Linked DNA regions of Danio rerio: region 1 is linked to region 2. Evidence: chromatin contacts called from public Hi-C data. All regions are on one chromosome and are shown on one strand. The core of a region is the stretch at or near the end of the contact, and the rest is flanking DNA. Distances in the headings are between cores, read along the strand shown. Region 1 holds the start of prxl2b (peroxiredoxin like 2B). Region 2 holds the start of trim62.1 (tripartite motif containing 62, tandem duplicate 1).

Region 1 (5,086 bases), core at 573-3,072, 230 kb after region 2:
GATTAATAAAGAGACTAAACTGAAGGAAAATGAATAGGTAAATGAATAGAATAGCAGCATGCTTGTGGATCAATCAAACTTTATTTCGATTTTTTTTTTTACCAAACAAGATAGTTCACACAAAAATGAAATGTTTTTCACCATTTACTCACTCTAAACAGGTTCCAAACCTAGTCACTTTATTCTGGTGAACACATTCATTCATTCATTCATTCATTCATTCATTCATTCATTCATTCATTTTCTTTTCGGTTTAGTCCCTTTGTTAATCTGGGGTCGCCACAGCAGAATAAACCACATCTGGTAAACACAAAAACTAGTCCAAACACATGCGCTATAGGAGAATTGGGTAAGCTAAATTGTCTCTAGTGTATGAGTGTGTATGGATGTTTCCCAGTGATGGGTTGCAGCTAGAGGGCATCTGCTGCGTAAAATATATGTTGGAAAAGTTGGCGGTTCATTCCGCTGTGGTGACCCCAGATTAATAAAGGGACTAAGCCAAAAGAAAAATGAATGGAGAACCTTAATCATTGCATTTTTTACTTAATTTGACAATGCAGTACAGGTATAGGTACCTACAAATACACCAAAGCAGCAAATCTTTGCATAATTGCATAAGTTTGAAGTTAGCTTTTATTATTTTGATCATTCTAATGATTTACATTGTAAAGACTCTTAATTTGTTTTCATTGCATTTGACACCTAAAGCAGTGAATGAGCTATTTCATATCTGAAGTGTCAAGTGTGTTTTTATCACATCAGCACAGACCAAACTGATCCCAGGACAGGGGCGATAATCACATAATAAACATCATTTACAGTTTATCAGGTGCGGTGTGAAAGATCTCAAGCAAGAGATTGAGGTAAAGTTGAGTAGCAACTTGTGACATGCTTCCTATATTGTTTACCATGGTGCTATTACCATTTCGGTCTAAAATCACATGCAAGTATGACTTCAAAACAACATTAGCTCCATTTAATTGACTGTGAACAATGTTGGACTAATGTTACCTTTTAGAATTAGCAGCAAATACTTTTCTCCAAAATTCCAAGACTTTTCCAGGTTTTACGTGACCGTATAAACCCTCAGTATATAAATGTTATATACATTTTCTAAAGCTATATTATTAAAGAGAAAGTCAGAAATTGTTTAAATAAATCCAACTTTACCTCAATAAGCAAGAGGAAAAACGTCTGTTTACAAGGATAGAGGTAAAGTTGGTTTTATATTCTGATATTTATACATTCTCCTCAATAATATAATTTCAGAAATGTATTATTTGCTAATTTTAAATAGAAATCACAGCAAATGACTATCAAAGTACAACATGCTTCACAGAGAATTTGATAGTGTTAACGTTGTTTAGAAGTCATATTAGCATGCCAATTCCGATTAAATATTCAAAGTAACAAGGAAAACAACATAGAGACTGCTAAATAAACGAATGTGCGAATATAAAACCAACTTTACCTCTATTTTACAAAGCCATAACAGGACCATGGCACATGGCACATCAGAATAAAAGGCGTTTTCATGAAAATACTTAAAAAAAACTGTCATTTAAATTATCTGAATATAAAATAATATTTCCTATTTAAGTTTACATATGAACAAATACGTTACACTAACACTAACGTTAATACAGAGACATAACGTTAGTACACAAACACAGAAACACTTCTGGTGAATTATTAACGTTACCTCTCCCGTCGTAGTGTTTTTCAGTTGGTTGGCTCCTAAGCTGGTCAAGTTTATGGACGACATTTTAGTGTTTATATATATATATTTTAGCTTTTAGGTGTGAAATTCGCCCTCGTTTCCTTCAACGGTACTTCACACTTTAAACAACCACAAACAAAACCGCCGCTGTTATATACACACGCCTACTTGTGTAAGACATGACGTGATTGACACACGTGTGAACCAATCACAGGGTGAAGAATTCAAACCATGTGCTTTGTGGGCGGGGCTTATTACATAAATATGACAATAGCACTCTTGTTTCGTTATCTATGCAACCTTATCAGTTATTTAATCACCCTCCTAAAATCGTTTTTACAATGTAAAGTCATTAGTTTTATAAGTAAGAGGATGGTATAAATACATTAGAATTTTATTTTATTCAGGTTTAAAATTCTAAACGATTATTTAGGGTGTGGTTAGTCTACATCAAAGGTCAGTCATTTCAGTCCATCTTCCTCCATTTGAAGGTTGTACTAATGATTTACATTTGATAATCAATACCGACCAAGTGAAAAAAAACTAAAGTATTTTTTTTAAAGATGCGAATATAGTTAATTATTGCCTTTAAAATGGTGTTGGTTTACCAGATCTTTTTGACTTAAGGCAAGACATTACATTAAATAAATAAAGACCCTGACTAAATAAATAGTTCCCCAGTTCATTGGTTACATGTACATTTTTTTTCTATTAAGATGTATTAAAATATACAAATGATACATCATTTAAATTAAATGCACACACACACACACACACACACACACACACACACACACACACACACACACACACACACACACACATTTAAAAGGTATGATAGCATACATATAGACTCCACCATTTAGAAAAGTACACTATATAGTGTATAACTGCAGGTTAACTATCTCTCTCTTTCTATATATATATATACTGTCACTGACTCTCTCTAAGTTTAACTGTAATGTAATAATGTGCATCTTTTGAAAAGCTGCTTAAGACTGATAATTGTTGTGAAAAGCAGTGAGAAAACAGCCTTTAACATGTATTATAGGTTATAGCCAAATAGTTTAATGTCTAAAAAATTATTATACAGATGCAAATTGATAACGTGTGATAAAAATTAGGCAATTAAAAGCATCCTTTTTCATTAGACTGAAAAAAACACTTGATAGAAAACCTAAAATCTAAAAGCTCAAATTAAATAAATATAATTTATTTTCAAATAAAATGCAAAAAAACAAAACCAATAAATATTTTAGTAAACAAAGTAAGCAAAATAAAAAAATAGATATTATATATAGGTAATGAAGTACATAATTTGAATAGTTACTATAATGCTTTTAATATATATTTTTATTTTTTCATTAAATAATTTTACAATAAAACAGATCCCAAATTTGTTTGTCTGTCTATAAATGCAAATTAAATGCAACACAAGTGCACACACACACACACACACACACACACACACACACACACACACACACACACACACACACACACACACACACACACACACACACACACACACACACACATGACTGCATTGGTGCATATGTAATCAGATAATTCAATAGAATAGGTATTATAGCTCACATAGACTCCAACAAGCAGTTTCTTTTAATTTTTAAACACCATTTTAAGGTCAATATTATTAGCCCCTTTAAGCTATTTTTTTCGATAGTCTACAGAACAAACCATCGTTATACAATAACTTGCCTAACTACCCTAACCTTCCTAGTTAACCTAATTAACCTAGATAAGCCTTTAAATGTCACTTTAAGCTGTATAGAAGTGTCTTGAAAAATAGTCAGATAGTATTTACTGTCATCATGGTAAAGATAAAATAAATCAGTTATTAGAGATGAGTTTTTAAAACTATGATGCTAAGAAATGTGTTGAAGAAATCTTCTCTCCGTAATATATATACACTGTTCACCCTAAAGTTTAACTGTAATGTAATAGCGTGCGTCATTTGTAAAGCTGCATAAAAATGATATTGTGAAAAGCACTATACAAATAAACTGGAATTTAATTGAATTTGTGTTATAATATATTTGTTTTTTATTTAAAAAAAATTATATTAATCCAAATTAAGAAAGAAATATAGCCTATGATAAATAAATAAATAAATAAATAAATAAATAAATAAATAAATAAATAAATAAATAAATAAATAAAAGACAAATAAGCAGTGTGAGATGTGCAGGACATCTTGAAGGTCCACATGTCATTTGGAGTGTTTTTGACAGGTGTCAGTTTTCGGCTGATGCTGATGCTGCAGATATATTGGCGCGGGCGGAGGCGATGCCGTGACGTCACGACGGACGGGAGGAGGAGAGATGATGCGAGGACAGGGGGAGACCGGAGGAGCAGCACGATAAAAGCTGAGAAATGACTGCGCCAGAAAGGACGAAAAAAGATGAAACGTTAAACAGCAGCGTCAACGCGATGCGCCGTCCCGTCTGCTGCCTGCAACCCAGTAATGCATGAAGAGCATCCCGGATAAAGGTAATGTTATAGTATCTGTTTGCGTCCGCACGCCTCACAAAGAGCTGCTGTTCTATTTACATTTAAAGCAAGCGCTTTTAACGTGATTATCACACCACTGAAGTGTCATATAGCTGTGTGGTTAAACCGAAAACATGTTTGGCTCTCCAAGCACCCTCCTTCCTATTCATCCATAATTAAACATGTTTGTGAATCAAAGCTAGTGCGCGCGTTTTATTCATGGAGAAAAATCCTCATGTGGATAATCGTGAAATTGGAGCATTGTTGAGATGTGTGCAGGAAGGAGTCTGCAGTTGTGCGTTTTGCTTTCTCAGCTATGGAGAGACCGAGCACATGTGCATTGCGCATCCCGGAGCTGCGCATTGGTTGCAGTGCGTCGTGTGCGCGCGCGAGGGAAGTGTCATATCATGACCTCCTTGAAGAAATGGCGCTTCATCGCGATACTTTTCTAATCATTTGATTAATAAAAGCTACGCTGTGATGCTTCGCACCGTTGCTTCGTATAAGGGTGCTGTTTTGCTTTATTATCTCAATGTCACCATGACCTACACACTCAGTACAGTGGGAAAAAAATATTCACTGGATTTACTCAATTTCTTTTAAAGGAAAGTAGTTGCAAGTAATCTGTGGGCTGAATTTAAACAAATAAATTAAGTTGAACATTATTGAATTTGATTTGTTTATTTAAATTCAGCCCATATAAATTGTTTGCAAGCACTTGTCTTAAAACAATGTAGTAAATCCAATGAATCATTTTTTTCAGTGTAATAAAGGTTGTTTACTGGCATTGATGGGTTGTATAAAGAACGTGCAATATATTTCCAGGGTTTTTAATAGTATAAAAAATCCAGATGT
Region 2 (5,097 bases), core at 90-2,589:
ATCCCTTCAACATTAACAAGACCTGCACAGAATTTAAGATCTGAAACGAATAAAATACATGCAAAACCATTTATCTTTAAAGCAGGTTATTGAGGTTGCCATCACTGACTTGCACTAAACTTAATTGGATCTCTCCAAGTCAATTTAAATCAGTGGTGTAAAGAAATCTTTGTTTTTGAAACAAATGAAGACAGCAGAAGTCAATGATTCATTTTCATTATTCAGTCGGACATGTTTTTGCTCCAAAATATTTTAAATGTTTAACAAATTAAAATATATTGTGTTTAATGGGGGAAAAGTTTTATTTTTTTTCCCAGACATTTAAAAAGAATATATTTTAGAGCAGTAATCGCACAACTGTCAAACCGTGATACTTTTATCCAAGGTTATCATACCGTCAGAATCTTACTGTATACCAGCTCATGCCTACTGGACAATGAACAAATTGCCATGAATAATTGTTTATCATTTAAACCTGTAAAATCAGAATTAAAGATTTTTTTGTATGTAGATTGAAAAAAAAAAATGGAATAAAAGAAAAATAAATGAATAAAGCACAGATTCAACATGAACAGATGTTTGCATCACTTTTTTTCTTCTACAAATATTACCTTAAGTTCTGGATTTTAATAACCTTTTATTATTTTCTGCATAACATTATTCTGCTTATTGTTATTTGTGCAGGTTTTCAAGACTTCCATGAAAATATCACATCCATTTAACCAATAAACCGAATAGTTAAATAATTAAACTAATTATAAAACAGGTTAGTTTATACAACTTGCCACTCCACATCCCTTTAATATTCAACACGACCTGCACAGAATTTAAGATCTGAAACGAATGAAATAGATGTAAAACTATGAATCTCTAAACCAGGTTATTGAGGTTGCCACCATAGACTTGCACTAAACTTAATTGGATCTCACCAAGTCCATTTAAATCAGCCGTGTACACACCAGAAAAGCTTCCGTACACCATGGTAATTCAACAAAAGTTACTAACATCTCTTGTCTGTTTCAGATTACACCTTTTCAGCCATTCCTCCTCCCTTTTCCCCGTTATCTTCATCGTGTTGTTTATCAAAGCCGGTTGCTAAATAATTAGCCAGCTAGCAGGATGTGTAAACAGATTTTCCATCTATTCGATCTTGTGCAAAAAAACTGACATTATGACTTCATTCGCTTACCCAAAACGGTCCTGGCGCGTTGTACACTGGAAGCAGCCGACTGTCACATAATTAGGAGAGCGGGTCGTGGTTTTAATTCAACATTTTCATCACGTCAGACCCTTCAAAAGCTGAAGCGACCGACCGACCGCACGCGCAGCTCTTCACAATCCCACTGCTCCACACTCGATCCAGAGGCGCACAGCAACGGAGCGAACCAACTGCACACGGGGAGGGACATTCACACACAGGGGGTAGACTGATACAACTCTGTCATTATAATTATATGTAGAATAAATTTAATTAATTAAAGATTTAATTTTCCCTATGTGTTGATTATCTGGGCTGATTTCTTGACATATTTAAGAAGATATTTTTTCACGGATGAAGGGTAAATCCCTCCCGTTGCTGTGATGGTTCAGCTCAAGCTTCCTCATCACAGGCAGAAATGAGCATATGATAATATCAGTGATTGCTCGCACTCTGCTGGCGTGTTTGTAGGTCGAATGTAAAGACAAAATTGGTTTTATACGAGTTCAGCATACTGGTAAGTTCTTTTTAAATTAAGGACCAGTTTTAAACCACAAAGTCAAACCATACTTCATTATAATTTAAGCTATTTTTTTGCTTGTCCTACATCCCATAAGAATATATAACATTCTAATATATTTCTGCGCACCTTTATCTATTATTAATGTTTTATTATTCTAATTTGCTTGTATTATAAGCCTTTTATTATTATATTTTTGTTATTTTGTATCATAAAAACTGTTATAATAATAATAATATCTGTTTTGTGTAGTAGTAGTAATAATAATAATAATAATAATAATAATAATAATAATAATAATAATAATAACAACAACATTATTATTGTGGACGAATGCATTTATATTATGATATATAACATTTACATTTTACATTCACGCATTTTGCAGATGCCTTTATCCAAAGCTACATACATTGCATTGAAGGTACACATTTTATCAGCTCTCACTTTTGCTGCACAAGGATCAAACCCACAACTATTTTTTTCTTTACCTGATTAGAACAATTTTTAAAACTTAGCACTTTTCTCAAGCCATTTTGACCAAAAATACATATTTTATAAATGATTTTCATATTGCAATATATAAAAACGAATCCAGGTTTGGGGCAAAAAAAATAAACAGTTTTGAAAATAAATAATAATTCATTCATTTTCTTTTCGGCTTAGGTCCCTTTATTAATCTGGGGTTGCCAAAATAAATAAATGGAAAGAAATTAAAAGTTGAATAAAAATAAAAAAAAATAAAAATTAATATTGCAATTAATTGCAATAACAATGAAAGCAACAGCAATAATAATAAATTATTAATAAATTAATAATTGATTTATTAATTTATAAATTGTTAATTATTAATTCTAAACTATTTTACATTTATTTATGTATTTAATATTATTTTATATTACATCATATAATAAATATTAAAATACAGTTTTATTTTGAAAGCGGTTTGTTGGCGCAGTCACTGTCGCCTCACAGCAAGAAGATTGCTGGTTTAAGTCCCGGCTGGGTCAGTTGGCATTTCTGTGAGGAGTTTGCATATTCTCCCCATGATTGAGTGGGTTGTCTCTGGGTGCTCCAGTTTCCAAACACATGCATTATAGGTGAATGGGTAAGCTAAATTGTCCATGTATGTGTGTGAATGAGTGTATGGGTGTTTCCCAGTAATGGGTTGCAGATGGAAGGTCATCCGCTGTGTAAAAACATATGCTGGATAAGTTGGCAGTTCATTCCGCTGTGGGGACCCTTGCTGAAAAAAGGAACCGTAAAAGTTTTATTTTTGCACTAAATTTATGCAAATATTTTTTACAATATTAATAATTTTAAAACAGTGAACAGTATTTTCATTTATATAAACATTTTTTCTGTAATAAACTTAATTTTCTTATGAACAAAATGTATGTGGGTGTATGTGTGTTCATAATTTGGATATCTCAGCGGGGATACACCTGATTAGTTTTGCTACATTTTATGAGTTCACTAGTTAATACTAGAGTTTGCTGTAGCATTCATTAACAAAGTGTTGTAAATACTATAAAACATACAGTATAACACACTTGTCTGATCAATGTTTAATACTTTAGGGAACACAAAAAGGAGAAGATATAGCCAGATTCTGCTGTTTCTCATTTGCTCTGAAAGAGAGTTGTGAAATATAGTATATCCTTCACTGAACTGGCATTTAGGCCTACCTGAAACAGGAAGAACATGTTTCCTTGTTTATGTACTGTATAATATTGCAGATCATAAGTTAACCCTGTGGTTGACAAAACATAGATTAGGCACTTGAGTAAAGGACAGACACAAGGTGTCCCAGTACTGGGTTACAGCTGGAAGAGCATCTGCTATGTAAAACATATGCTGGAATAGTTGGTGGTTCATTCCACTGTCGCAACCCTATGATAAATAAAAGACTAAGCCGAAGGAAAATGAACGAATGATTCAATTATTCATTCTTTTTTTCGGCTTAGTCCCTTTATTAATCTGGGGTCGCCACATGCAGCAGAATGAACCGCCAACTTATCCAGCATATGTTTTACACAGCAGATGACCTTCCAGTTGCAACCCATCTCTGGGAAACATCCATACGCACTCATTCACACTTATACACTACAGACAATATAGCTTATTTAATTCACCTGTACTGCATGTGTTTGGACTGTGGGGAAAACCGGAGCACCCGGAGGAAACCCACATGAACGCAGAGAGAACATGCAAACTCCACACAGAAATGCCAACTTACCCAGCCGAGACTCGAACCGGCGACCTTCTTGCTGTGAGGCCACAGCACTACCTACTGCACCACTGCATCGCAAAAATAAATAAATAATTTTATATTTGAAATGTATTTAATAAGGAGTTAATTAGTAGTTTATTGAGATTGTATCTTGGTTAATGGTTTATTAATAGTATGAAATAAAAAATAAAAAATATTTTATTATGTATATTTAACTTAGTTATTTAATTAATTTGAGTTTAATTACAAAAGCCTTGCGTAAAGAAAAAAAATAGTTCAACTTTGAAATATTTCAAAGTTTAAAATTAAATTTAAAATCCATCTTTGAATATTCTGAGTATTTATTTAAATAAATTTAAATATTTCATGATAAAATATAATATAAATATATATATATATATATATATATATATATATATATATATATATATATATATATATATATATATATATATATATACACCATGTATAATGGTTACCATTTCTTTATTTCAATTTTTTTGTATTACTATTTTATTTGCAAAGTCTTATGAAGGATTTTGCTGTTTCAATTTTGTCTCTGTGTACTGTAGTTTTATATTATATATATTTAACTATTAGATTTTTTTATTTATTTGAGTCTAATTACAAAAGTATTGTGAAACGATAAAATCCATCATGAAATATAAAAAACAATTATTCAGAAAAGGAGGAAGATTTTATTTGTCATAAGTGTAACTTTTATTATTTTATTTTACATTATTTAACTTGTATTTGACATAATTTGAGTATACAAATACAATGCCAAGATTTGAAACAATGATTTGAAACAACACCCCCATCCACCAAATTGGTTCTACCACTGTCTCTCCACTCCACCAAATAGCATCCTGTGATTTGTTGTTACTTTTTGTTTCAGAGAAATGACAAGTGAATCATGAATGTCTGTTGCTCATTGTTGCTAATGCACACCGTTTATTTTCTAAATGCACACAGTCAAAGAAAGTCCAGGTATTTAGCACTGACTCATTACAGTAAAGCTCCTCCATTTTAATTAATCCCTGTCAGTGTGTGAAAAGCACGAGTGCTGTTATTATGAATAAGCAAACAGCACAAATAACGTTCAGTTCATGGGAAATGCTTGTTTTTCTTCTCTGACAGGAAATC

The links. Hi-C and Micro-C count contacts between places; a contact is called where the count stands out from the background.
Region 1: a Hi-C map of hematopoietic stem cells shows a contact between it and region 2, with 1.9 times the contacts expected there. The contact joins the promoter of prxl2b here to the promoter of trim62.1 in region 2. A contact is called at or near these places in 2 of 18 Hi-C or Micro-C datasets (caudal fin and hematopoietic stem cells).

Annotation. Positions count from the first base shown.
Region 1 is chr11:43,296,846-43,301,931 of GRCz12tu, forward strand. prxl2b (peroxiredoxin like 2B) reads right to left here and starts at 1,823. Exons shown (of 7, transcript NM_213313.1): 1 at 1,703-1,823. The coding sequence starts at 1,765. All of the region lies in intron 3 of LOC141376672 (a long non-coding RNA gene), which reads left to right. slc45a1 (solute carrier family 45 member 1) reads left to right here and starts at 4,042. Exons shown (of 10, transcript NM_001374639.1): 1 at 4,042-4,231.
Region 2 is chr11:43,068,174-43,073,270 of GRCz12tu, forward strand. trim62.1 (tripartite motif containing 62, tandem duplicate 1) reads right to left here and starts at 1,340. Exons shown (of 6, transcript NM_001080674.1): 1 at 1,190-1,340.